Linked DNA regions of Mus musculus: regions 2, 3 and 4 are each linked to region 1. A link is a contact called in public HiChIP or PLAC-seq and promoter capture Hi-C data. All regions are on one chromosome and are shown on one strand. Each heading gives the region's core, a stretch centred on a gene start, on an enhancer-like site or on the middle of the called end of the contact. The rest is flanking DNA. Distances are from core to core; before and after follow the strand shown. Region 1 holds the start of Tmem18 (transmembrane protein 18). Region 2 overlaps Lamb1 (laminin B1). Region 3 holds the start of Lamb1 (laminin B1). Region 4 overlaps Pxdn (peroxidasin).

Region 1 (6,506 bases), core at 1,665-4,164:
TCTAATCTTCCACCAGAGTTGCCGGTACCTTGTTAGAGCAGCCCAGAGACGCCAGCACACAGAGGACAAGGCTGAAGAGGTGAAAGTGAGCAGCCAGGGGACTCCAAAGGCCTGGATGACTGTGAGGACACCATGGCATCAGAGCCAAAGGGCTGGGGGACAAAGGGAGGAGCGCTGAGAAAAGAAGACAGGGCCTGGCCAGAAGAGGAGGGCCTGGCCTGACAATGGAAGGGGTAAGGGGTCTCAAGGGCAAAGGACAGCTGTGAAGTGTTCACACGAAGCACTTGAGAAGTCTTGTCTGTGTTGAGAGATCTCTAGCTGTGGCATAAAGAACTGTCTGTGAGACAGAAGCCTGCGGCAGGGACACAGTACAGGTGTAGAGGAAATCGTAGACTTCAGGTACCTCGAAATGAAGGTAAGAGTCCTCATGTGCTGCCTGTGGAGGAGTTTGAGCTGGGGCAAGCCAGGGAAAGCAATGCAGATCGCTTAATAATAGGTACTCATGGCTGACTCCACAGCCTAGGAATTCAGTCCCATGTCACCATCATGGATGCTTTTAATTTCCTTGGTTGCAAATTGGCCAGAAGGGTGGACCCCATCACCATGACAGAGCAACTACAGTTACTCTTCATTTCATATCCTCACTGATGTCGGTCCAAAAATCATCAGGAATAGCTAACCCACACACCAACTCTAAACAAATGACACTAAAACCACTGAATAGGGAGGGTCCTCGGCTGGGTATCGTGGACACGCCCTGTGTTCCTTAAAGCACAACTTTAGAGCACATCCAAATGACCTTGACACCACCACCAGCTTCTCCTCCCACTCCTCCTCCCCCACCCCTCCTCCTCCTCTTCTTTTTCTTCCCCATTTCCATACCTTTGGTGAAGAGGCATACTTTGGGTGGAGCACATACCTGAGAAGCAGAGTAGCCCAAATCTGAAAAGTACAGAGGAGGTAACAAAGACAGCCTGGGCGTGCCTCTGGGAGAGAGGAGGAAGCCTTAGGTTGGGCAATGCTAAATGGATGGAGGATATTGGACTACTACATCAGAGCCCATTAAACGGTGAAGAAGACAGACTATGACTGTCACTGTTCAGACTAGTGGAGGTGGCTATGGCATCAGTGATCACACCACCAAGGGAAAGAGCAAGCCCTGATCATATGACAGAGGCCATGCACGTGTGCACAGGTTTATGTTCTGACATAAAGACTTAGAATCCTGGGTCCTCACTGTTTACACGAGCAGTTAGGAGAACTTCACACATGAACTAATTGTGTTTAACAGCCTCCTGTGGATTGACTTAAAACCATTAAACAATGCATTACCAGTTCATATTCCATGGCCTGCCCCTTCTCCAATAACATGTGTAAAAGTAAGATGGCTCAGTCTGCATGATCGTGGATACTCCAAACTGTCCAGTGTTATGTCACCCTTGAGCAATCTACCACCCCAGAATTGGGATAGCATCGCCAGCCACACAAGGTTACTAGGGCCATGTTTATCCCATAGATCCATAGAAACACCACTATCTTTGTCTATTCTAGATCAATGAGTTAGGATGTGAATGGCCAAGGGGAAGAATACTGTGCCCATCCTACATCTGCAAGTACTGACTGTATATTCATTGCTGGCCTTGGGGGCAGATACCATATGCACCAGTCTACTGGATAGGGCTGCTTCACTATGTCCTATTGATGGAATGTCTATCTCGGTTTCGTGGGACAGGAATCCTGTGGTACAGACACCATTGGCAGCCCATTTCTCTGGGTAAGGGCTGTGTGGATTATAGGATTCAGCTGCTATCTATCCAGCATGGTGAGACCTGACACTATATTCATCCTGGGACTTTTTATTTCATTTTATTTACATCCCAAACGCTACCCCCTTCAGGTCACCCCTCACAGAGACCCTTTCCCACCTTCCCTATCTCCTCTGAGAGGGTGAGCCCCCACTGGGTATTCCCCCAACCCTGGTGCATCAAGTCTCTGCCAGATTAGTCACATCCTCTCCCACTGAGGCCTGTTGGGCTATGGATACCACAGTCAGGCTACAGCTTTAGGAGAGCCTCTGCCCCAGTTGTGTGTGTGTGTGTGTGTGTGTGTGTGTGTGTGTGTGTGTGTGTGTGTGTGCACATGGAGACTGAGCTGCGCCTTTGCTGTTTATGTTTCAGGGGCCTTGGTCCATCCCATGTGTGTTCTTTGGTTGGCAGCTCAGTTTCTGAGAGTTCCCAGAGGTCCAGGTTAGTTACTCTTTTGGCCCTCATGTGGGGTTCCCAGCCCCTTAAAGACCTTCAATCCTTCCCCCAACTCTTCCATAAAAGTCTCCGACCTCAGTCCAGTGTTTGGCTGTGGGTCTCTGCATCTGTCTCAGTCAGCTGCTGGCTGGAGCCTCTCAGAGGACAGCTATGCTAGACTCCTGTCCCCAAGCATAGCAGGGTATCATTAATAGTGTCAGGGATTGGTGCTTGCCCATAGGATGGGTCTCAAGTTGGGCTGGTTATTGGTTGGCCATTCCTCCAGTCTCTGCTTCATCTTTGTGCCTGCATTTCTTTTAGGCAAGACAAATTTGAGGTGAAAAGTTTTGTGGGTGGGTTGGTGTCCTTATCCCACTGGGGTAGAAGTGGGATTCCTGCCGGCTGCCTGGCGGGCTACTGGAGCAAGGATGCCATCGGACCCTGGCAAACTCTCCCCAGCCGCCGGCTGCATCTGTGGAACCCACGAACCCTCCGCTTTCTGGGCAGTCTGGAAGAAACAGAACTAGGTGAGCACGTTGACACTTCTTACAGAAATGCACTACTGCAATAACGAAAGTTGGACGCTCTTTTAAAAAAAAAAAAAAAAAAAAAGTCAGAACTCTCGCGAGAAGAGCCAAGCGCCAGGTTCGTACCCGTAGATCTCGCGAGAAGTCTAAGCGCCTTTCCCGGCTGTCGGAAGCTGCGGACTCGTCCCGGCTGTTGGGATCCCTGGCGCGATGTCGTCCGCATACTCAGTCCGATCCTTCCCAGTCAGCATCCCTGCGGTGATCATGGTAACTCGCAGGCTCTAAGTGGCGCCGGCGTTTGGTGGGGTTTGCTAGTTCTTGCGAGAACTGCGCAGGGGCGGGCGGGCTGCCTGAAGCCGCTCCCTGCTCCGCTGGATGGGGCAGCTCCCGGGTGCGCACCGGCCGTCCTCTGAGTCCCCAACACCAGTGTTCACCCCGGTGGCGTCTTAGCGCCATACATTGACTTCCCTGCCAGTGTCTGGAGAGACTCTCAAGTGCGCTGTCTTTCCGATGTGGCACAGAAGAGATGAGCGTTACCCAGTAACTGGACTTCAAGCTGTCCCCAAGAGCTTTAGGGCTCCAGATAGAGGAGCTGGTCTTGCCTTGCGGAGCCGTGCCCTTGGAAAATGGCATGGGAAGCTCTAAGAAGTCGGGACTAGGAACTTAATATTAGTTGGAGACAGAATCAGAAAGATTGGAGCCTTGGGGACTGTACTTAAGACCCCAAAGCACACTAGCCGGCTGCATGGTGCAGAAGTGTCAGGGACAGTCAGCTCTGCAGGTTAGGATGGCTCTCATTTCCAGACCTCCATGCACAGAGGAGCTTGGTGTACGCAGCTTCACACATTCCAAGTTAACATGACTTTACTTAGCTCGTTAGTTTAGTTGATAATAACCCTCTAGATTTCACCCAGTCCAAAGAGGCAAGTGGACAGTAGTTTCCATCCTGTGTGCTCAGACTTTAAAATCTTTATATAAAAATCTGTGACTGTGTTTGCAATTGAGGCATCGCTGTTTCCTCTCGCTTGCTCCTGCTTGTCTGAGAGTTCTGGTTGTATACAAACACCAATGGAAGACCCCCAAACTCAATGGAAGGGACCAGTAGCTCCCACTCCCCACAGGAAAGCAGTTTCGTTTCGCTGCCCTCCAGGTTTCTAACGCTATCTCCTCACAGGAGACAGACTGGACAGAGCCGTGGCTCCTAGGACTCCTTGCCTTCCACCTGCTGTGCCTCCTTCTCACTTGCTTCTCCTCACAGAGGTATAAGCTACAGATCGGGCACTTCCTGTGTCTGGGTGAGTAGGAGAACCTTGAATCCCTCTGCTCACTCTCATTGCTGCGATACTGCCCCTGGGTTTGTTTGCGTTGTGTTTTCACAGCGTTTCCCAAGCCTTCATTTCTATATGGAGATCATGAAGTAATCTTTGGACATGTTCTAGGTTGGTCACTAAGGATGCCAAACATCTGTACACTAAGATGTTGATTCTCTTATGCTGACTCTTACACAGATAATTCCTGCTTTGAGTTCAGTGCAATTTATCTCTCATGTAGATGTTTTCTTGCTGGGGTTAGTCCCATACTGCCTGCTCTGGAAATCAGACTATGCATATAATATTACTTTTGGTTATTTTTAAAGATAATGGCTTTAGGAATTCTATGTAGGGATTAATTAGGTACGTGAAATGGAGAAAGATAGAGTCTTTATTGCACAGAAACAGGCACACAGTAAAAGTTCTGGTACTTGGCCAAATGGGGACATTCACTATTTTGGGCCCCTCAGTTGGGTCAGAAGGATACAAAGTAAAATGTCAGGAAGAAAAGATGAGTAACAGCTGACTGGCCTAGGTGTGAGGTCTGGCCCCAGTGAAAATAAGTGTTCAGAGCCCCCAAAATACAGGGTGGGACATGGGAAGGAAGCTGGCTCATAGGTCAGATACCACAATCCCCAGGAGCAAAGTGTCCCAAACTGAGTGGTTACAGGGTAAATACTTGATTTTTGTGGACACTGGAAGGGTGGGGAGAGTTTTCTTGATGAGTGGAAAAGCTGATTTTAGACAGTTAACCAGGGAACCGAGAGGCAGGAAATGTGAGCTTACAACAGAAAGGTGTCCATTCTTCATTTGGAATATTTTACCTGAGAAATTTTGGGGTTACACTGGTAAGCAAAATAGACTCCTAAACTTAGCATGGCTTCCTTGGGGACACTTGGGATTCAGTAGTTAACCATAGAAGCTTTCTAATTGTCCTGGTGCCAGTTGTAATGATTCTTTTGATAAGAACTGAGGTCTGTACATGGGACTATATGGAGGAGCCTGAGTTCTGCAGGCAGAGTGGAGAGGCATAGGGGTGAGCAGGTGAGAGGGCCAGGTTGAGAACTTGGTGCAGAGCTAGTGTGCACGGCAGTCTCGGGGGAAGGACCTTGAAAGATGGATCAACTTCTTAAGATTAAGGACAATGCATGCACTTGCAGTTTGGAGAGGGATAACCCTAGGAGTTCTTGGGGAACCCCAGACACTGCTGTGTGCTCTGTATGCTTTATGGCTCATTACAATCTCAGAGAATAAAAAACCACTGCAGTTGCTTACTTCCTCTTCACAAATGCTGAGGTGATAAGACCGAGATTTGCACCTGGATCCTGGTGGTGGTCCTGCCAGGATAGAACGGCTTCATGGGAGTTTGGGTAAGACCCTTGGCATGTCACAGATGTGTTGATCTTTTTCTGATTCCTATTAAGTGGGCATATTTTATAACTTGACAATTTTAGAGTCCTTACCATATCATAGTTAAAATAGGAATTACATTTGGTTTTGGTATTCTGTTGAACACGTAAAGATCTATTATCTCGTTCTCTAGTGATTGTAATTGGTCACAAAATTCTAACATAAGTTTTCTATGTTTTCTTAGTAGTGTTAGTCTATAGTGCCGAGTACATCAACGAAGTGGCTGCAGTGAACTGGAGGTAAAGTTGGCTTCTCATGCTCTCGCCTCTGCCTCAGTCTTCCTCCACAGTGGCACTTTCACATGGCACTTTCTAAAGAAAAGATGAAGCTCACAGGGAAATTGAGGACGCCAGGAATCGTGGCCACATAAATATTGAACAGCCTATACATATGGGGTTAGGCCTTAAGAAATAAATTAGTTAAATATTTTCTTGTTTTTGACCAAAAACTAATAATTGTATTTATTAGAATAGTTAAAAGCTCCTCATTGGTGGTTGACTGTCCCTCGTGAGCTCTTAAAGGTGCTGACCAATAATTACAGCCTGCGAGAAAACACTGGGAATATTAATAAGGGGGAATTTGAGAGAATATTGAGCATGTGCTATTATTTGAGAGGAAGTTGGCCTTCCTCCTGCCCTCTCCCCTTTTCACTTGAAAACAACTGTCCTATACCTACACAGTGCCAGAGCCTCCACAGTTACTCCCTGCTTCCCCAGCCGCAACCCTCGCGCCTGACTTGTCCTAACTGATTCTCCTGTCTCAGAGCAGATGACTCCCAATGTTCCAGTGTGTCCTTAGTCACTCAGGAGCAAGCACAGAACTGTATTGGTGCCCATAGCCTCTTCTGTAGCCCCTCCTGTGGGCCCCTTGCCACAGCAGATGTGTGTTGTCCCTTCTTCTGGTCAGTGTCCTCCTGACCTCTCACCACACACATGCACATGCTCTCAGCTTTGTTTCAATAAGTCAGACTATCTGGGATCTTTCTTCTCTCCAGAAGATAGGCTTCCTTCAAGGCTGGA
Region 2 (6,506 bases), core at 1,561-4,060, 740 kb after region 1:
TTTTGTCACTGAAGCTTGTGATGTCGTCAGTCAACTAGCATTTCTGTTTCCCTTCCAGCCTGTGACTGTGATCCCAGGGGCATTGAGACACCTCAGTGTGACCAGTCCACGGGCCAGTGTGTCTGTGTGGAGGGTGTAGAGGGTCCTCGCTGCGACAAGTGCACCAGAGGTTACTCGGGGGTCTTTCCTGACTGCACACCCTGCCACCAGTGCTTTGCTCTCTGGGATGCTATCATTGGTGAGCTGACCAACAGGACCCACAAATTCCTGGAGAAAGCCAAGGCTCTGAAAATCAGTGGTGTGATTGGTCCCTACCGAGAGACCGTGGACTCTGTAGAGAAGAAAGTCAATGAGATAAAAGACATCCTGGCCCAGAGCCCAGCAGCGGAACCACTGAAAAACATTGGCATTCTCTTCGAGGAGGCAGAGTAAGTAGTTAATGAGCCAAAAATCACTCACGAAGGCTTTTCAGTATTTGAAGAGCAAAGATTTCCTGGAGCGGTACGTCTGCTAGGTTTTCTAGTCTGTTACAGGCTTTGGGCCCCTTGTTTATCTACAGTGTTGTCTGTGAGCAGGGTAGATTGAGGCTCAGTGCTTGCAGCTGGACTGGACTTGAGGCAGAAGATCCATAGAGTCTCAGCTTTGCCATGTGTAAGGCTTTGAATTTGAGTGGCACATTGATTCCTGGCTCGCTCTTGCCATTGCCCTACAGCGTAATGCAAGGATAACACACTACCAGTTAAAGCCCTGAGAGTACGTCAAGTCCTAGGTTTACTTCAATCCAGTAAAAAATATTAAATGTATAGTAAAAATTGTTGATCTGTCCATGGATAGGCAGTAGGCACGTGCCTGCGATGGTGTTCACTTAGTGGAGGACAGGACAGCTTGCGAAGTCTTTTCCATCTACCGTGTGGGTTCTGGGGATCAAACGAGGTCATCATCAGACTTAGCAGCAAATAGCTTTTTACCTGCTGAGTCACCTCACAGGCTCTAGATAGATAATGATAATTTTATTACTTGTTTGTTTATTTCATTGTTTTGAAGACAGGATTTCTTTGTGTAGACCAGCCTGGCCTCAAACTCAAGAGATTCTGCCTGCCTGTGCTTCCCAAGTGCTGGGATTAAAGGCTTGTGCCACCACCCGCAGCCTGGACATTATTCTTAATTGTAATATTTTTGAGATCTGAAAAGAAATGAAAGCCTTTTTTGAATCAGTTCATTAATAAAAGTGAAACTCTGGGGAAAAACCATCACCAGGAAAGCCACTGCGTATATTCAGTGCCACCAAATCCTGTAACCCTTTTTAGTGCCTGTTCTCTGTGTTGGGTCACTCGTGGCATCCTCTCAACTTAAGGAGCATTAAATATGTGATGTGTGTCTGTATATTTGTATGTCGGGGGCTTACTGCAGCTGCCTACATTCAGAGCTGGTAGCCTGCACTCACCCTTGTTCATTTTATATCAGAGGCTTAAACTCCCCCCCCCCCCCCCCCACACACACACAAAGAGCTGAGGGTTCACTGGTATTTTTCTTCAGAGTATTTGAAGAAAAGGTGTTCGCTTCCGTTGTCTCTTTAGGAAGAAAGCTGAAACACAGGAGTATAACTGAAGTATAGTCTGAAGGTAGAGAGTGAGAGATTGTGCTAGTGGAGAACCCACAAGTAAGACTGACAGTGTGGGCCAGTTTTAGGTAAGCTTGCTTTTCTTTCCACAGGAAACTAACCAAAGATGTCACAGAAAAGATGGCGCAGGTAGAAGTGAAATTAACTGATACAGCTTCACAGAGTAACAGCACAGCTGGAGAGCTCGGCGCACTGCAGGCAGAAGCAGAGAGCCTTGACAAGACCGTGAAGGAGCTGGCAGAACAGCTGGAGTTTATCAAAAACTCCGATATTCAGGGTGAGAAATCTCAAACCTGGATAATAAATGACCCTGTATCTACCCACTTAATACTTTCTAAAAACAAACAAAAAAGTGTTCTAACAGTTTTAAATCTTTATTAATTGAGTCTTTGGCACAAGTGGGGCTTAAAGTTCTTGGTTTTCCAGTACGGGACCTGGGGACAAGACATAGTAGAGGCCCTACTGCATTAAAATGTGGTCCGTTTCTCAGTTTAACTCCCTGGCCTGTCCTTAGCCTCTGTGGCTACTAAAATATTGTTAATTCTGCAAGTCCTTTTGCATCTGAGATTACTGCTTACTTAGTAACTCAAAAATATTTTAATAATCAATAATGCAGGCTATATCATACCCTCCCCCAAAAGCAAAGGTGACATATGTTAATGACACAATTCCACAGTAGTCATTTTGTTTTACTAGGTCCCTATAGCCAAAATGTACTGTGTTCTTTATGTGTGTAATAATTGTTTGAATGGACCCAAGTAGATAAAGAGAAACAGTCACCTGGACACCTCCAGGCTCCCTGACACCAGGATTTAGATATTTGCCTAAATACAGAAATGGTGTGTGCATGATGGCTTGACTTCTTTCACACCAGTGCTTGACCAGGGGCTGATGGGACAGAAGAGATTTACTGTTCGTAACATGGAAACTCTGCTTCCCTCCAGATTTCTTTTCCCCTTGAATCCTAAAGCCAGTATAAATCAGGGCTATCAGATACCAAAAATGGGCACTGTTTGGGGAGGACCCAGGGACAAGGAGGTTAACTGTGGGCAATTTCGCTTCCTGTCCCAGGCGCCTTGGATAGCATCACCAAGTATTTCCAGATGTCTCTTGAGGCAGAGAAGCGGGTGAATGCCTCCACCACAGACCCCAACAGCACTGTGGAGCAGTCTGCCCTCACGCGAGACAGAGTAGAAGATCTGATGTTGGAGCGAGAGTCTCCGTTCAAGGAGCAGCAGGAGGAACAGGCACGCCTCCTGGACGAACTGGCCGGCAAACTGCAAAGTCTCGACCTGTCGGCTGTTGCACAGATGGTGAGGCTTGGCGTTTGCTCTCATTAGCTCTGGGTTTTTTGTTTGTTTTTTGTTTTTATAAAGAGACAAAGAAAACAGACACCTTCTGCCTTGCTCCAGTATTGCTGTTCGTAATCCTGTAGGGGTGACTCCTGAGCTCAAGGTGCTGGGCTCCACTGTCAGTTAGCCGTGATCAAGGCATGGGGAACAGAGCATGTGTGTGTCTCCCTGCCTGCTCCTGCCTCAACTGTTCCTCTGGGCAGCCCCTCCCCCACCTCCTGTATCTGCTGAGGGACTTGACTTCTGAAACTAGATCCTTTTTATAGTGTGGCCTTCAAAACAAAACAAAAACAAACAAAACAACAACAAAAAAAAAAAACAAGAAAAAACCTTGCTTGTTTTGCTTTGAACTGCAACATCCAAGTGGAAGAATTTAAAATTGTTCAGGGACAGAACCTTTTTCCATCGGTGTTTGCTAAAATGTTCCTTTGTTCCAGTAATATTACCTGGTAAAGCTTAAGGTCTGAGCTGGCCTCAAAGAGCAGATTAATTTCTTAGAAGCTTTTAAAAAGTAACTCTGGAGCCAGGTGAAATTGAGTAGTGAGTTTAATGAAAACCAGGCAGAAGGCCAAAAGGAAACCAAGCCAGGTTTCCCTGTGGTTTTCCTCTTCTTTTTCATGGGAGGAAACCTGAGACAACTGAGATATATTTTTATATATACACCAACATTATCTTCTAGTTTTTCTCAGCCTAGACAGAGGAATCTTTAAGAGTCAGGTGGGAAGAAAACTGGCAAAGACACTCATTTTATGGCCCTGGGCCCTAGGTACCTTGGATAGTAGCACCAAGTATTTTCAGGTCTCTCTCAAGACATAAGAGGGTGACTGCCTCCACTGTAGACCCCAGCAGCACCGGAGAGCAGCAGTCCCCACTCCTGTAGCAGCCATGTGTACTGGAGACAGGAAAACCCTTAACCATTCTGTACCTGCCATCGCCCCTCTTGCCCACGTCTGCAGTCAGAAACAGACAAGCGTGTCACCCATCCTGAACTGTGGTCAGTTTTTTTGGACACCTGCAAAGTTTAGGGGTTGGTATTATCTTCTGCTTTCAACAGAGTGGATCTTAAAGAGTGGGTGGAAATGGGTGTGGAGTGGCGGCACCCTCTCTGTGCAGGCTTTTTTTGTAAGACGTGGCTTAATGGTTTTTTTTTTCTCACTGTTTTTGTTTCAGTTATCCTGTGATTATTTCTGTAGGTTCTCAGCTGCCATCTTCTTGTGAATTGACTTTTTCCTCTTTGTGTTCCTCAGTACTTCCTGATCTTCACTGAGGAAAGCTCAGCTGTGCTGGCTCTCTGTCCTTGTTCATGTTTGTTGAAACAGAGCACATCCAGTGTGCTTGCCAGAGAGCTCGTAGAAAGCACTCCTAAGACTTTTAAGTTCGCATCTTGAGTGGGCTCTTTTTCTGCCGTAACACATAGAAGACAATTATTCCAACATGCTTATGGGCTGTAAACCATTATTGTGGCTATTAACATATTTGGGATTATAGGTACTTTACAAACATTTGAGCCAAAAGAGTTCACAGCATCTCTACTAAAAATACCGTCTTTAAAATGATACTTTTATGTTGGGGGTAGTCTGGTAACTGCTTTCCATTGCAGTACATCCTGCTTGTCTCAGTACAGTTTTCATAAAGTGCTAAGTATAACTTAGTTCCTGCACAACTCTTTCCGTATCACACAGAATGCCTGTAATTTCCCTGTTTGCATCTGTATTTCATAGTCATGTGCTATGATCTTTAGGAAGTTTCTGCTAAGGAAAAAGGACTGAGTGCTCACTAGCTGGATGGGGTGGTTGAGGGAACTTGAGATCTATTCCCCTGTGTTCACGCAAACTGTTCTTTCCCATCTGAAGTGTTCTAGCACTTTCCCTACTCAAATCCTACCCTCCAGCTTCCCTGTCTGTATTAAGTTCTCAGCTTTTCTCAATACACCTCCCCGACCGATGATGCAAGCTATGTCCAGGTTACATGCCAGATAGCAGGCCAAAATCACCAGAGTACTTGTTGCTGAGTCTAAACCAGCCAGGACGCTGAATTGGCAGAACTTGAGAAAGATCTGAGTTTGGGTAGATGGTATTGGAGATTAAAGTTCAGTGGGGGCGAGCTGGGTGGTTCACGCATCTCTGCACACTCTCTATTCCTGTTCATGTTTGTTGAAACAAAGCAGATCTAGTGTGCTGTACACTTTTTATGTGTCCTGTCCACCTTTGTCCTCTGGGCCACCCAGCCATTCTGTTGCTGACTTACCCGGAACCCCCGTTCCCAACCCTTGGCTTATTTCAGACCTGTGGAACACCTCCAGGGGCTGACTGTTCTGAAAGTGAATGTGGTGGCCCCAACTGCAGAACTGACGAAGGAGAGAAGAAGTGTGGGGGGCCTGGCTGTGGTGGTCTGGTCACTGTGGCCCACAGTGCTTGGCAGAAAGCCATGGATTTTGACCGTGATGTCCTGAGTGCCCTGGCTGAAGTCGAACAGCTCTCCAAGATGGTGAGTCAGTGGATGGCCTCAGGTTTCGCTGTTTGTTGGCTTGCAGTTGTAGGGAGGGTCTGAAAAGGAGTCAGTTCCACATCACTAAATTCACTGTCCAGTGTAAAGCTGATGTTTCTGTGTGGTCAAAAAGGTGATGGTGAGGTTCTTAATCACTTAATCAGACCGGGAATTTGCTTTCTCTCCATGGGAATAGCATGTATGTTAGGAGAAAGCAGCGTAAATCTTAGATAAGCCATATGCGTGAACAAAGTTGAGCACGGTTCTAGAGTGACATTCTCCTCAGTCCACAAGCTGTTTTAGAGCCAAAACACAGCTTTGAACACATTTCAAACGCTAGCCCTAAGAATATTGAACAGGAATGTGCATATTGAGTGCTTAAGTCTACATAAAAGCATCATATTTTAACAGACAAATTTGCTTCTAAGTTTGTTGCCATCAGCTTGTTTGACCCTGCTTTAGAGAGAGCAAGCTGGTTTCATAGATGGCTTATTTATTCTTCATGTTTAGGTCTCTGAAGCAAAAGTGAGAGCAGATGAGGCGAAGCAGAATGCGCAGGATGTCCTGTTAAAAACAAATGCTACCAAAGAAAAAGTGGACAAGAGCAACGAGGACCTGCGGAACCTCATCAAGCAGATCAGAAACTTCCTGACTGGTCAGTGGTGGCTCGGTTTTACTTGGACTTTCAGACATTGGTTCCTGTGAGATTCTGTTTGAGAGGCCAGAATTCCTGTCTGAGTTGTAGGTAAAATAAGTTTCTGGCAAGAAATAAAGTAACGGAAGAAGTTCAGCTTCATTTCAAGCTGAACGTGTAAGTGCGTGCCTGCAACCCTAGAACTTGAAAGGTAGAAGCAGCGTCAGTGATAAAAAGACGAGAGGAGACCTAGCCTGCCTTAAGGAAAACAATATGTGTGTGCATGTACGTGTACAAAGGTGCCCAGAGATGCCAGCGGGATGTCAGATCCGCTGAAGCTGTCCAATTGAATGCTGAGCTCCAAACTCTGGCTCTCTGATAGGGCTTGAAGCTAAGCCCTCTCTTTATTTAG
Region 3 (6,506 bases), core at 1,035-3,534, 680 kb after region 1:
TGTGTGTGTACACTGCACTGCACTGCACTGCATTCAGCTGAACAAGCTAAGAGCCATGGTAGAGATGGAAGCAGGCAGGATTGTGGTGGGGCAGAGGTGGAGCTGTGAGGAAGCAGAAACCCTAAGGACAAGAGCCTGGGCTACAGAGAGGAAGGAATGGAAGACAGGGGCTGCACGGTGCTCCAGGGCTCCTTTCACGGCTAGTTAAGATGAAAGAGATCCAGCAGCTTTTTATATGAGCATGTTGCTCTTAGCAGAGAAGAGGAGGCAAGTCTGAGGTGGGCTCAGTGAGCTCCAGATTCAACGAGACACTGTCTCAATAAATAAGGAGGATAACGGAGAAAGATACCAGATGTCAACCGATGGCCCCCACGCACATGCGTCACACGCAAGCGCAAAAACCCTTATTTAGTTTTTGTTTTTAGTAGTGTTGGTTCCTGTGAGCGAGGTGGTCAGGAAAGCAGCCAGTCTCTTGAGAGTGTTGAAGGTGGCTGACCCTTTATAAAGAGAGAGTTCACTGACCAGGGGCAGGGGGCCAGCAGGACTTGTCTGCTACTGTAGCAAAAGCCAGTCTCAGAAAAGAGGAGTTGTGGGCTGGAGAGATGGCATTGTGGTTAAGAGCACTGACTGCCCTTCCAGAGGTCATGAGTTCAATTCCCAACAACCACATGGTGGCTCACAACCATCTGTAATGGGATCCAATGCCCTCTTCTGGTGTGCCTGAAGATAGCAACAATGCACTCATATACATAAAATAAATAAATCTTTAAAAAAAAAAAACCACCAAAGTGTTAAAGAAAGGAAGGAAGGAAGGAAGGAAGAAAAGAGGAGTTGAATGTCACCTGCAACTTGGGTAGATGTAAACCAATATAAAACTTTAGTTCATGGCCCTAAAGGTTGAGCAAGGAGCATAGGTTGGCATTATATTATTAGACACCCATTGCAGAATGAAACCCTTTCGACTGTAGGGTACTCTCAATCCCTGCAGGCTGTGCAGCCAGCCGTTGGGAATCCCAAGCATCTGCGGGGCCAAATACTGGAGAAACTGCATCGGGGCAAGGGCTGATTTGGAGAATAATTAACACAGGTTTCTAAACTCCAAGAACAGCGAACTCTATGGTCTAATGATTATAAACTTCCCTAGGCCCAATTTCGTTTCAGCTGAGTTAAAAACTGACCAATCAGCCGCTTAATCCCTTCTCCTTGTGATGGCTGGAAAGCAATCACACCTGACTAGTCTAACAGCTGACTTAAGCTCCCTCATTCCAGGGTCAGACTAAGGAACACTTAAGGCAGACAAGTTGGGCTCTTACAAAGGTTTGGGGTCTGTGGTCCCCAAGCTCTTTTTCCTTTCTAAGGTTTCCCCAGTGACAGAGACCTTCTGTTTACCCCCACTTAACCTTGAAGCGCTATGAGAGGCTTCCTTAGAGCACCCCCCCATTTCCCCTCCCTGCGTGCTTAAGGTGGTTGCAGGATTCTGTTTGTAGTGTGGAGAAGGGTGTCTCATCAAAAATCTCCAACTTCCTGGCTGTGTCAACCCTTCCACCGTGAAGTGGGAAAAGGAATTCAAGAAATTACCCGGGATCAGGTAACACAGGTTATTTTGTGTATATTTTAACAGAAGAGAATTCAGAGCTATAACCCCCTGGGTACCAGAGATTATAGGTACGTCCCGAATAAATTCGTGCGCAAAGAATGTGCAGCCACTGGTGTCCTTCCTATGAAATAGGAAGACACCACACATGTAGCACCCACCCACGCAAAGCTCTAGCTCTTTGATCCTGAGTCGTGGTGTAAGGATGCTTATAGGAGCTCAAGTTCCTAAGAGCCAGACAGGTTGACCCTTTTTCTAAGGGCTTAACCTAGCTCACCTCCCTCTAGCGCTAGTTGCCAGAGTTCCTAGCCTTGGGCACATTTCGTGACTCACTTCTTATAAACGTAAATGTATAAGTCCGCGGTAGGTCCTACCGGCCCCCTTTGCCGGCCGATCTACACACCTACCTCCGGGACCAGCCCCGACGCATCCCTCCCCAGCTTGCTCCACTTGGGAAGCGCGCCCAGAAACGGACCCGCCAGCCCACGCTGGGAACTCAAGTACCAATGCCCTACAGCTTCAGCAGACGCTGCCTTAAAACAAAAGAGGCGCCTGGGGAGGTGGGACCTGGACCTCAACCCCCACCCCTAGCCAACTTGCTGTCCTCCGCCCCCTCCGCCCCCGCTCTCCATGTGCGCATGAGCAGAGACGCCTCCCTCGGTTCCTCCCTAGGCGAAACTTTCTAATTCCCTTCTTTGGGCCGGTGGGCTGCCAGGAGCGGGTTGAGCGCTCGCCCAGCCGGGTGAGGAGAACAAAGTAGTTAAGCGACTTGACCCCCTTCCTGGGCCCAGCCCCCGCTTCCGTGGGAGCGGCAGGAAATGGAAGGGCCCCTCTCCTCTCTCCCAACATTTGCCTTTTCTCCCCGCTACCTCTCCAGAAAGGAAGACCCGAAGAAAAGACAGGCAGCTTGCCTGCTGCGTCCTCCTTCCCGTGCCGCGTCCCCTCGTCTGCGAGGACTGGACATGGGGCTGCTCCAGGTGTTCGCCTTTGGTGTCCTAGGTAACTCAGTAAGGGTTGGGGGGAGGGGTGTGCTCCGGCATTAGGGAAGAAAACCCCCAAACCGGTTTGCCCCCGCTTTGAAGGCAGTTTTGGGGGATCGGGGGAGAGAGAGTGGTTGGAAATGACGCCGTGAGATCGCCACCGCTCTCGCTTCGGTGGTGGCCAGGGACCGCGCACGCGGAGCTCCGCGGACCCGCATCCACTGGGTTCTGCGCACAGAGCTCGCGCTCCTGCAGGTTTCCGAGGTGATCGCTCCAGGGCTTTGCACCTTTTACCAGTTAAACGCTGTTTCCCCACTGCGGAAGGCAGGCTCCCTGCTGTGGCTGGGCAGACTGCGGAGGGTCCTGGAAAAACCAATTACGCACAAAAGTGTCGGGGCCCAGAGCAGGCTTCGACTTGGGAACAGATTGGAGCCATGTGGCTTTAATTAACCATCCTTGTTTGTCTCGGGGTGGCACCATGAACAGTTGGGCCGGGTGCTTTGCTGGAATGGCGAAGCGTTGAAGCCACTACAGAGACACACCAGTCGTCTCTAGCTCAGGGCTTCTGTGGCAAACGCGGTGCCTCACCCGGCGCAATCGCCGGTGACCCTGGCGCGTGCACGCGGACATATTTTTGTGCCCCCCCCCCGCCCCCAGACTAACCACACTCACACCGAGGATGCGCGCACTGCCATGTGCACGCGGGTTTTCATTAGCGGGTGTGCAGCGCTTGGCAGGGTCAACCTCACTGCGCCCTGGTCCAGGCACTTCGAAGTGACCGGATCACTCTGTCCACCTTTCATAGAGGGGTAGATCAGAGTAGACAAAAAAGTCAGTTGTATTTTCTGGGTGCTGCGCTCAGCTGACTGCTAGTCAAACCTAATGACGATTCTGAGTCTTTTTTTTTTCTTTCATCCTTCTGTCTTTTCCTTGTCCCAGCTTTCCAGGCCTTTTCTGCGCCTATCTCTCCACCGTGTTTTTTCTATGTAGTCTCCTTTCTTTTTAATCCTCTCTGTCTGCCCCTCCTGCTGTTTTCTTTTGCCCTGGCTTGTCGGTTGCTTTTTTTTTTTTTCTTTCTTCCTAACCTTGTTGCTTTTCTTTTCTGTAGCCCTATGGGGCACCCGAGTGTGCGCTCAGGAACCGGAGTTCAGCTATGGCTGCGCAGAAGGCAGCTGCTACCCTGCCACTGGCGACCTTCTCATCGGCCGAGCGCAAAAGCTCTCCGTGACTTCGACATGTGGACTGCACAAACCAGAGCCCTACTGTATTGTTAGCCACCTGCAGGTAAGACACGAGTCTAGAGAATGCATTGTGGGCTGCATCCTCCTCCTGGCCGATCAAAGGGGCTTGCCCAGGAGACTCCACATCCTGCTGTCAATCCAGATAGGAAGTACAACCAGCAGAGGAGCCCCGGGATGAAGCCAGTAGCTCAGTCCCAATCTCCATTTGCACAGTCGCACCCGCCAAACATTTCCTGCCACCTAACACCACCATCAGTAGGAGAAGCCCGGGGCTGCAGATGAGCTTAGCCTCTGTCCTGTGCCCTGTACGGTCCCCTGTATTTTATTCTGTTGTTATTTATACTGTTTGATCAAACCCTTTTGAAATTGTGTATTGTAGATGGTTCAGTTCTCTTCTTGCATTGTTGGTGTTGGGTTTCCATCTTTGGCTTGAGTATAAGGACGCCCCAAGCGCTGAAGTCTTTTCGAGGTGATTCAGTCAGGATCAGACATACTTCCTTACTGAAAAATGCCCTGGTTGTCATGGCATCATCATAGTGGAAGACGGAAATGAAATTAATGAGGGGCATATGCTTCTAAAAGTGGTCTCAGGTTTTAGATTTCATTGGCCATGTTTAGATAAGAGCTAATGTGAGTTTTATCTCCACCACCGTCCTCCCACCACCCCTACCTCACTCTCCGGGGAAAAATAAAAAGAGGCTGGAAATGGAATGGGGCCTCTGACAGTAACAGGTGTTAGTCTGTGGGTGACCTGGGCTTTGCACATGTAATATAATGGCGTCACAACATGGCCAAGTGGATTCCACTCCTTTGCTTCCAGGTTTATCCAGAGCTGTCTAGACTGCTTCCTCCTGATTAGAGGGAGGCTATAATTAAACTTTTTTTTTTTTTGTAGTTCTGGTAATTGTTCTTCAGAACAAGTTTCCTTGACTACAAGTTAATGAAGGCAATTCATGTTACCTTTTCTAATGTTAGCATTTTCATTTCTCCTAAAATGTCTTGCTAACATTTACTTCAGAGGTCAGAGTGCTCTCTGTCCGTGAGTCACCAGATCCTGAAATCAGCTTCGTCCACAGTGAAAACTTCACTTAAAAGCAAGGAGCGCCAGACTCCCCTGTTTGTATGATTAGCTGTGACACTGTAGAATGCTTGTCTGAGATCTCAGGATCTCCCCTCTCTGTGAAACACTGAGGAGTAGAGAATGAAAACATGGTACTGTAGTTCCTGATCCCTTTGTACCCCAGCCCTGACTGCCCCAGGGGTCCTGCCCCATCCCCCATCTTTTGGTGAGAAGTTAATTAAATAGATGCAAATGTTAAAGTACAGTCTATATTGGCATTGTATTATCTCTGACTAAATTCTGATTATAAGATGTGCATTGGTCTGTAGCTATTTCATGCTTAACATCATTTTTAGATGTAAAAATAATCAGTATTCTAGAAAATGTAGGCACAGAGCCAAGCTCCAAATGAGAACAGAAGTCCTAAGTGTTGTTTTTGGTTCACTGTGACATGCTGTGAAGAGGAGAGATCTTACCCTAGAGTGGCTGTGGCTCCCATTTAGAAAAAAAGAAAACAAGAAATGAATTTACTTCTATGGAAACCAAAGTCTGTCCTCATTCTAGCCTGTGCTCATGTGGGATCCTCAGAAGTGCCCTCCGTTCATGGTGATCCCAGCACAGGACTTCCTGCCCCAGATACTCTGAGCAGTTTGCAGGTCAGCCTGCTCCCCATCCACCATCCTTGGATAAAGCAGAAGCTAAGAACCTGGTCCTTCAGGATGCGTTTGTTCATCTATGGTTCCTGCCTCACGTAGGCTTTAGAAAATCAGGCAGACAGTTTTGGGTTTTGTTCTTGTTTTTGTTTTCCTTTCCTTTCCTTTTGCACTATGTCAGCAAAAACTCTCCGTTACCTCTTTTGCATGTGACTTCTGAGGAAGCTGCACACAGAGATCAAGATGTAAGCGGAGACATTTAATTTTGATTAAATTAGTAGCTTATGGAAACAATGCCCTATTTTACTCTTGATCTTAAGTTGCAAGAAAGGAAGAAATAGTTTTCTGGATCATTTTGGACAGTTCAGTAAGTTTAAAAGTGAGAAATAGGCCATATATTATATAATTTTTCCACATTCATCTTTCTTGAAGGTGGTCGTCTGTTTTCTGTTCTGTGGATTTAATGACTTTTTTTTAAATGACATTGTTTCATGGACCCATGCTACTGTTGTGCTTTTAGGAGGACAAGAAATGCTTCATATGTGACTCCCGAGACCCTTATCACGAGACCCTCAACCCCGACAGCCATCTCATTGAGAACGTGGTCACCACATTTGCTCCAAACCGCCTTAAGATCTGGTGGCAATCGGAAAATGGTACGTGATGCCTGTGGGAGCACGTTCCTTGGAGTGTGCCTGGGAACTGGGAAGAAGGTCACATGGGTATTTGTGACTGTGATTCGCTTCTTGGTTCTCTGATTAGAGCCCTTGACAGAATTACTGTCTGGAACACTCATCTTGCTCAGTTAAATCTGACCCTCCGTCCTGGAGTTTGTGCCCTGTTAGGAAGCAGCCTTTGATGCTAGACCAAAGGAGTTTGCGTAGGCCTCACCCTGTGGGGGCTTCTGGGGACTGTGTGTGTGCTGAAGGGAGTCAGGGGAGAGAGAGAGAGAGAGAGGAGCGAGCATGGGAAAGCTAC
Region 4 (6,506 bases), core at 1,617-4,116, 580 kb before region 1:
GGCTGGTGTGGAGGTGCTTCTCTGCCTGTTCCATGGAACAATATGAGGTAGGCTGAAGGCCCTCAGTTTTGGACCTCTGAATGTGCTGGGTTTCTTGAGGAATCACTTTATTAGAGCTAGTCGTGTAAAACCATAGACCTGATGGAAAGGCGTCAAGACTGTCAGCAAACAGTGAGCTGAGCAGGAAGGGAATACTCCACCCAATCAGCAGCCAGAGCATCTGCAGGCACCAGCGGAGACTCTGAAGGCAGTGGTCTGCACCATGGCTGGTAGAAGCCAATACTTCTCTACTGTGTTGCAGGTTACCACTACAATGATCTGGTGTCCCCGCAGTACCTGAGCCTCATCGCCAACCTGTCAGGCTGCACTGCACACCGCCGCGTGAACAACTGCTCAGACATGTGCTTCCACCAGAAGTATAGGACGCACGATGGCACGTGCAACAATCTACAGCACCCGATGTGGGGTGCCTCACTGACCGCCTTTGAGCGCCTGTTGAAGGCTGTGTATGAGAATGGGTTCAACACACCCCGGGGCATTAATTCCCAGCGTCAGTACAATGGGCATGTACTACCCATGCCCCGCCTGGTGTCCACCACACTGATTGGGACAGAGGTGATCACCCCCGATGAGCAGTTTACACACATGCTGATGCAATGGGGCCAGTTCCTTGACCATGACCTAGACTCTACAGTGGTAGCCCTGAGCCAGGCCCGCTTCTCTGACGGCCAGCATTGCAGCTCTGTGTGCAGCAATGACCCTCCCTGTTTCTCGGTCATGATCCCCCCCAATGATCCCCGGGTGCGGAGTGGCGCCCGATGCATGTTCTTCGTGCGATCGAGCCCCGTGTGTGGCAGCGGCATGACGTCCCTGCTCATGAACTCTGTGTACCCTCGAGAGCAGATCAACCAGCTCACCTCCTACATCGATGCCTCCAATGTGTACGGCAGCACAGACCACGAAGCCCGCAGCATCCGGGACCTGGCCAGCCACCGTGGCCTGCTGCGTCAGGGCATTGTGCAGAGGTCTGGCAAGCCCCTGCTTCCCTTTGCCACCGGGCCACCCACTGAGTGCATGCGCGATGAGAACGAGAGCCCGATACCATGCTTTCTGGCCGGCGACCACCGTGCCAACGAGCAGCTTGGCCTGACCAGCATGCATACGCTGTGGTTCCGGGAGCACAACCGCATTGCAGCAGAGCTGTTGAAGCTAAACCCGCACTGGGATGGGGACACTGTCTACCATGAGACCCGCAAGATAGTCGGGGCAGAGATACAGCACATCACCTACCGGCACTGGCTGCCCAAGATCCTGGGGGAGGTGGGCATGAAGATGCTCGGTGAGTACCGGGGCTACGACCCCAGTGTCAATGCTGGCATCTTTAATGCCTTTGCCACTGCAGCCTTCAGGTTCGGTCACACTCTGATCAACCCTCTGCTCTACCGGCTGGATGAGAACTTTGAGCCCATCCCTCAGGGCCATGTGCCCCTCCACAAAGCCTTCTTCTCGCCCTTCCGGATTGTCAACGAGGGGGGCATCGACCCACTTCTCCGAGGGCTGTTTGGAGTGGCAGGGAAGATGCGCATTCCCTCTCAATTGCTGAACACAGAGCTCACGGAGAGGCTGTTCTCCATGGCCCACACAGTGGCCCTGGACCTGGCTGCCATCAATATCCAGCGAGGCCGGGACCATGGCATCCCACCCTACCATGACTACAGAGTCTACTGCAACTTGTCGGCTGCTTACACCTTTGAGGACCTGAAAAATGAGATCAAGAGCCCTGTGATCCGGGAGAAACTGCAGAGGTGGGTATTGGTAAACTGAGGCACCTTGATAGGTATGTAGATGTCAAGAGACCTTGGCTGTGAACTGTGATGTCACCGTCTCTAGGTTCAAGCTTCAGTGGTGAGAGAAATCTGTGGTGACTGAGATTGGACAGCCTGTGGTCTGCTGGCCAAGATGCTACATACAGAGCCAGCCTAGGGTTGGGGTAGTCGTGTTTGCCCACCTCTTTGTGCTCAGGAGGTAGACTTTGTAAACTGTAAGGAGTTTTCTGTTGAGATAGCAGTTATACTTTCCTAGCTGGGACAGTAAAGTCACATGGCAAATGGGCCTCAGACTGGCCAGCCTCCTGGGCCTGGCTCTCCACCTATAGTGTGACTCATGCATGAGTGGCTATTGCTCATACAAGAGGAGAGCTGGCCTGGGAGCTGAATAACAGATGTGGAAGTTTCATGGGAGATGAATAACCCACCACTCAGAGGATAGAACTGGTCTGCTCGGGATTTGGTTATCTCATCTAGGGCCAGGCTTCTTCGGACCTTCTGCCTCCTAGGGGCTGTTCAGACCTGAGGCGTGCAGGAAGGTCTCCCTTGTGAGATACTGCAGTTTCTGAATGACAGCTGCCTCCCTGTGCTCCAGTGCACTTACATAATGGGATTTGATTATTGGCGAGGGAAGCACGCGAGTTCTCCACGGGGACAATATATCTTTTTGTCACCGTTATGCTTAATTGGGATTTATGCTCACTGACTACTTCATGGGGCATCATGTCCCCATCCAGATGGCCACGGATGGCTTTCCCAGTTCATTTTTGCTTTTGCTTGCCAAAATATTTCAGAACTTCTTGGTTTCTGGTAATCTTGCCACTGCTGCTGCTGGAGATGGTGGGCCTGGACCAGCTGTAAGGGGAGAGACCTTGGCAAAGACACGACGCATGCACGCGCACGTACACACATACACACATACACTAGTCATTTATTCTTTCTGTGAACTAATTACAAAGAGGAAAAAATGAGATGTGACTGGGAGGAGAGCTGAATGGCCATGAAAGCCTGGGCTGCCAGGATTTTCAGCAGGCCTTGGGGAACGCAGCTGTCGTCTACTGTCCTGGCAGCCTGTTGAAGTTTTACATTTCAGGGCAGCCTGGAGATGAAGACGTGGGCTGAATCTGGGCTTCTCTCCCTGGTGGGGTCCACAGGCTACCCCCCCTCCGGGGGGGAGGCTCTGTAGTGCCATGGAGAGCATCCCCAGCAGACCTGAAACATATCCTTCAGCCTTCTGCTACCCCTTTACAGACGGGAGGGCAAAGAGCAGGCATCCTGAGGTGACACTGTCATCTGGTGCCCGCGCAGCAAAGCCAGCAGCCCTCTCTGTCCTCATGGCAGGTGACTTCCAGTAAGGCCTGGGAGGCTTAAGGCCAGGGTGCTTGTCCCTGAATGTCAGTGACCACAGTTTGTGCTTGGACAAGCTAGATGGCAGCTTGATGAGAGTAGATTTGATGGAAGAGGAATGTTTGTCATGTTGGGAGATGAATGTATGTCTTTTCCGATAGATTATAGGGTGCTCCACTGTCGCTCCAAGCCTGGTGGGGAATGGAGGGTTGGGCGTAGGGGTTGGAAGATGTTATTTCAGACTCCAGCACAGTCTCTTGCAGCAATTGGAACCAAGACTACCTGGTGCCTTGTAAGCTCTTAGAAAATTGCACAAGGCTAGAAAACAAAAGTCTTTTGGCATTGCTGGTTCTTTCTGTATCTTTCTGTATGGGCATACATATTCCCAGGGCATGGAGGACCTAAGAGAATGCTTGTTAAACATTTGATAATGTTTAAGCTTCATGTTAGATATCTACCCTATTTAATTAACCAGCATTTCCATTGACAAATACATTTCTCTATACTGTAGGGTTTAATCTTATTCTTTTCAATTAGACTATTCATTGTTCTTATACTTAAGGAAAAGGATAGGTGTGAGGAGATAGATAGGTTGCCTCATGAACTTGGGTGATTCTCCCTGGAGCACAGGAAAGAATTATGTCTTAATTTTCTTATGTTTTTGGCTTTCAAATCACTTATAAGTAAATATATATATATATATATATATATATATATATATATATATATATATCCCTCATATATACAAGGAAAAGAGGAAAATTCTTTAAAATGTGATTAAAGAAGATTTAAAGAAATAGCAATGAGCTCTCTTTGTCCAGGAAATGTCTGGAGGATGTATGGGGGCCTTTTTCCTGTTTGCAGTGTTTCATATCCCAGGCAGCTATGATGAGCACACTCAACTTTGTCCTTGTCTATTGCAGGCTGTATGGCTCGACTCTCAACATTGATCTGTTCCCAGCCCTCATGGTAGAAGACCTAGTACCTGGCAGCCGCTTGGGGCCCACACTCATGTGCCTGCTCAGCACACAGTTCCGACGCCTGCGGGATGGAGACAGGTGGGTGCTAGAAAACCTTGTCTTACACTGTTGGTGTGGATCTGGGGCAGAGAGGACCTGTGCTTGCTTAGGACAGGGAGAGCCCCTTCCCACTTGCTGCCCTTCAGATGGCTCCGTACCTCCTCAAGGCTGCCTGGCACCTTACCCTTTCAGGCTAACACACCTGAGTCCCAGGTACCATTGGCCTCTGGAGCCAGTGAGAACGGATATATTTCCAGGAGCCTTTTGACCATCCCAGGCAGTACCAGGATTAGAGCATTGTTGTTTGTTTTGTTTGGGTTTTTGAGATAGGGTCTCACTTGTATAGCTTGGGCTGGCCTCATGCTCAGATGTGCACCCTAACAACTTTACTGAGACTTGAGGCTTTTGGCAAGATGATTTTTTTTTCTTTTTAATAATGTTAATTTACTTTAGGAAATGGGAAAGAGGCCAAAGAATCAGCTGAGGAGTTTAGTTAGAAGTTTCACTATCCATCCTTTTGTCAAGAGTAGCCATCTTCTTGCTGTTTTCTCTCATTTATTGGGTGGGAATTTGAACAATGGTGGCTATATACTTTTTTTTAATTCCTGCTAACTGAATCCATGATTTCCATATTGGCTTGAATCCTTGTGGCTGACATTCTCCCTGCCCTCTGCTGACCCCACTGACCCTGCTCTTGTCATCCCCGGAGTCCAGGTTGTGGTATGAGAACCCAGGCGTGTTCTCCCCCGCCCAGCTGACTCAGCTCAAGCAGACGTCCCTGGCGAGGATCCTTTGTGACAACTCAGACAACATCACCCGTGTGCAGCAGGATGTGTTCAGGGTGGCAGAGTTCCCCCACGGTTATAGCAGCTGTGAGGACATCCCCAGGGTGGACCTGCGAGTGTGGCAGGACTGTTGTGAAGGTACATGCTGCCAGCACCCTGCCCTGCCCTCACTGTGTCCCCATTACTGCTGCTTTGCCTGAGAACGGGGAAAGTGGCCTTTGCCCCTCGTTGTGGGAATTGTTTGTGATTGCTTTGCTTAGTGAACGGTGACATGGTCTGAGGGAAGAATGTCCAGTTTTATCTTTTATTGTAAAAGCACCTAGCCTTGAGCCTTAGCTATATAGGTTGGTAAGTCCACGCACTCTGCCTCTTGATGAACGTAGGAGGCACCCAAGGCTAGAGGGTTGCTTTACCCTGTAGATGTACACTATAAAGTGTGGGTGGAAGTTCAGTACAGAAGATGCTCACACCAACCACTGAGCCAAGTGTGGTCATAAACTCCATGCGCTTAATGTCACATTTTGTCCTACTGTGAGTACAGTGCACTTCTCGATGGCAGTTATCACCGCAGATGTCTCACGTTAAGATGTCACTAGAAGATCTTTTGCAGCCTCGTTCTAATCTTAGTCTGCACCTTGTATCGAACAAAATACTATGCAAAAGAGGACAAACCTTGAGTGAGTTTGCATTAGCATAGCTAGCATTTAACCTATTGAGCAGCTTCATGCGAGTGCTTGTGCACTGAGCCCCGTGAGTCCTGCCCACAAAGGATAACAACCAGCCCCACCAGGAAGCACAGCAAACGCGCTATGCAATGCCGATGCCACCCTGTAACTTACAGGAAGGAGCTAGAGGGTAGCCTGCAGGTGTGAGAGGTCTTGATGTTAGCTCTGGAGAACCTAATAATGGAGTCTGCGCAGTACGTTCCCGTCAGCCTGGGCAGGCCTGCTCCCGCCATGTCTGTCCATCTCACAGAGGCCACCAGCACAGCCTAGCAGCCACTGGCTTCTGTGGTGACTATTCTACAGTCTCTTTCCCACTTTACATTCTTGAGTTCCTCTCTTGGTTAACCTCTTTTTCCAGTTTCTAATTGGACTGCAATTTTGGCTTTATTCAAACTATGATCAGAGCCCCATAGATAATAAAGCTGGGGACATTGACAGCCTAAGCCAAGTGACATAGTGTTTGTGGTGAGAGGAGGGCTCCAGAGGACGGATGCTCCAGGCACTCACGGTTCTCAGCCCTGCCCTACCCATTGGACCCTGAACAAGATGGGCCACGTAAGGCTGGAAAAGCACACAGAGTTCAGAACTGTGGTTATTTTTTCTGCTAAAGTAGTCACTCAAGATAATTAGTAAGTACTAAAATCGGGCTGGCTTTGGAAGCTGCATTTAATATCCTAAGAGGGTGCTTGGCATGGGTGCAACTGTACATGAGTGTGTATGACCATGTGGTTTGTCCAAAGTGATTGTTTTGCATGCCTTTCTCCCATATGTATATATTTGTGTATGTGTGTATCATGTTCTCTC

What was found. Promoter capture Hi-C pulls out the DNA fragments that hold promoters and counts their contacts. HiChIP or PLAC-seq counts read pairs in DNA pulled down with a chosen protein or histone mark.
Region 2: a contact with region 1 is called in a promoter capture Hi-C map of cranial neural crest. The contact joins the enhancer-like site here to the promoter of Tmem18 in region 1. A contact is called at or near these places in 5 of 39 promoter capture datasets (the 3T3-L1 cell line, the C10 cell line, cranial neural crest and 2 more) and 4 of 484 Hi-C or Micro-C datasets (cerebral cortex, cortical neurons and embryonic fibroblasts).
Region 3: a contact with region 1 is called in a promoter capture Hi-C map of the C10 cell line. The contact joins the promoter of Lamb1 here to the promoter of Tmem18 in region 1. A contact is called at or near these places in 5 of 39 promoter capture datasets (the 3T3-L1 cell line, the C10 cell line and hippocampal neurons), 1 of 15 datasets of contacts at CTCF or cohesin (the NIH/3T3 cell line), 1 of 484 Hi-C or Micro-C datasets (nephron progenitors) and 1 of 115 datasets of contacts at active chromatin or transcription factors (stem cell-derived neural progenitor cells).
Region 4: an H3K4me3 HiChIP or PLAC-seq map of forebrain shows a contact between it and region 1, with 10 times the contacts expected there. The contact joins the enhancer-like site here to the promoter of Tmem18 in region 1. A contact is called at or near these places in 4 of 39 promoter capture datasets (the 3T3-L1 cell line, the C10 cell line, embryonic stem cells and 1 more), 2 of 115 datasets of contacts at active chromatin or transcription factors (forebrain and stem cell-derived neural progenitor cells) and 1 of 9 other capture datasets (pancreatic islet).

The regions. Positions count from the first base shown.
Region 1 is chr12:30,581,529-30,588,034 of GRCm38.p6, forward strand. Tmem18 (transmembrane protein 18) reads left to right here and starts at 2,915. Exons shown (of 5, transcript NM_172049.2): 1 at 2,915-3,034; 2 at 3,942-4,062; 3 at 5,672-5,726. The coding sequence starts at 2,978.
Region 2 is chr12:31,318,206-31,324,711 of GRCm38.p6, forward strand. Lamb1 (laminin B1) reads left to right here. Exons shown (of 33, transcript NM_008482.3): 24 at 59-428; 25 at 1,714-1,898; 26 at 2,693-2,934; 27 at 5,257-5,460; 28 at 5,971-6,115. Among named protein-coding and RNA genes, the nearest start is that of Dld, 30 kb to the right of the region's middle. Within about 2 kb of position 2,811, at least 21 of the 459 cell types and tissues checked have an H3K27ac peak or open chromatin away from gene starts, as enhancers often do.
Region 3 is chr12:31,263,009-31,269,514 of GRCm38.p6, forward strand. Lamb1 (laminin B1) reads left to right here and starts at 2,285. Exons shown (of 33, transcript NM_008482.3): 1 at 2,285-2,593; 2 at 3,683-3,858; 3 at 6,049-6,184. The coding sequence starts at 2,557. It overlaps Gm32899 (a long non-coding RNA gene), which reads right to left and starts at 2,084. Exons shown (of 2, transcript XR_381427.4): 1 at 2,002-2,084.
Region 4 is chr12:30,001,620-30,008,125 of GRCm38.p6, forward strand. It overlaps Pxdn (peroxidasin), which reads left to right. Exons shown (of 23, transcript NM_181395.2): 17 at 302-1,805; 18 at 4,097-4,231; 19 at 4,907-5,115. Among named protein-coding and RNA genes, the nearest start is that of Gm15691, 55 kb to the right of the region's middle. Within about 2 kb of position 2,867, at least 79 of the 459 cell types and tissues checked have an H3K27ac peak or open chromatin away from gene starts, as enhancers often do. A contact at or near this core is called in forebrain, where this site is marked.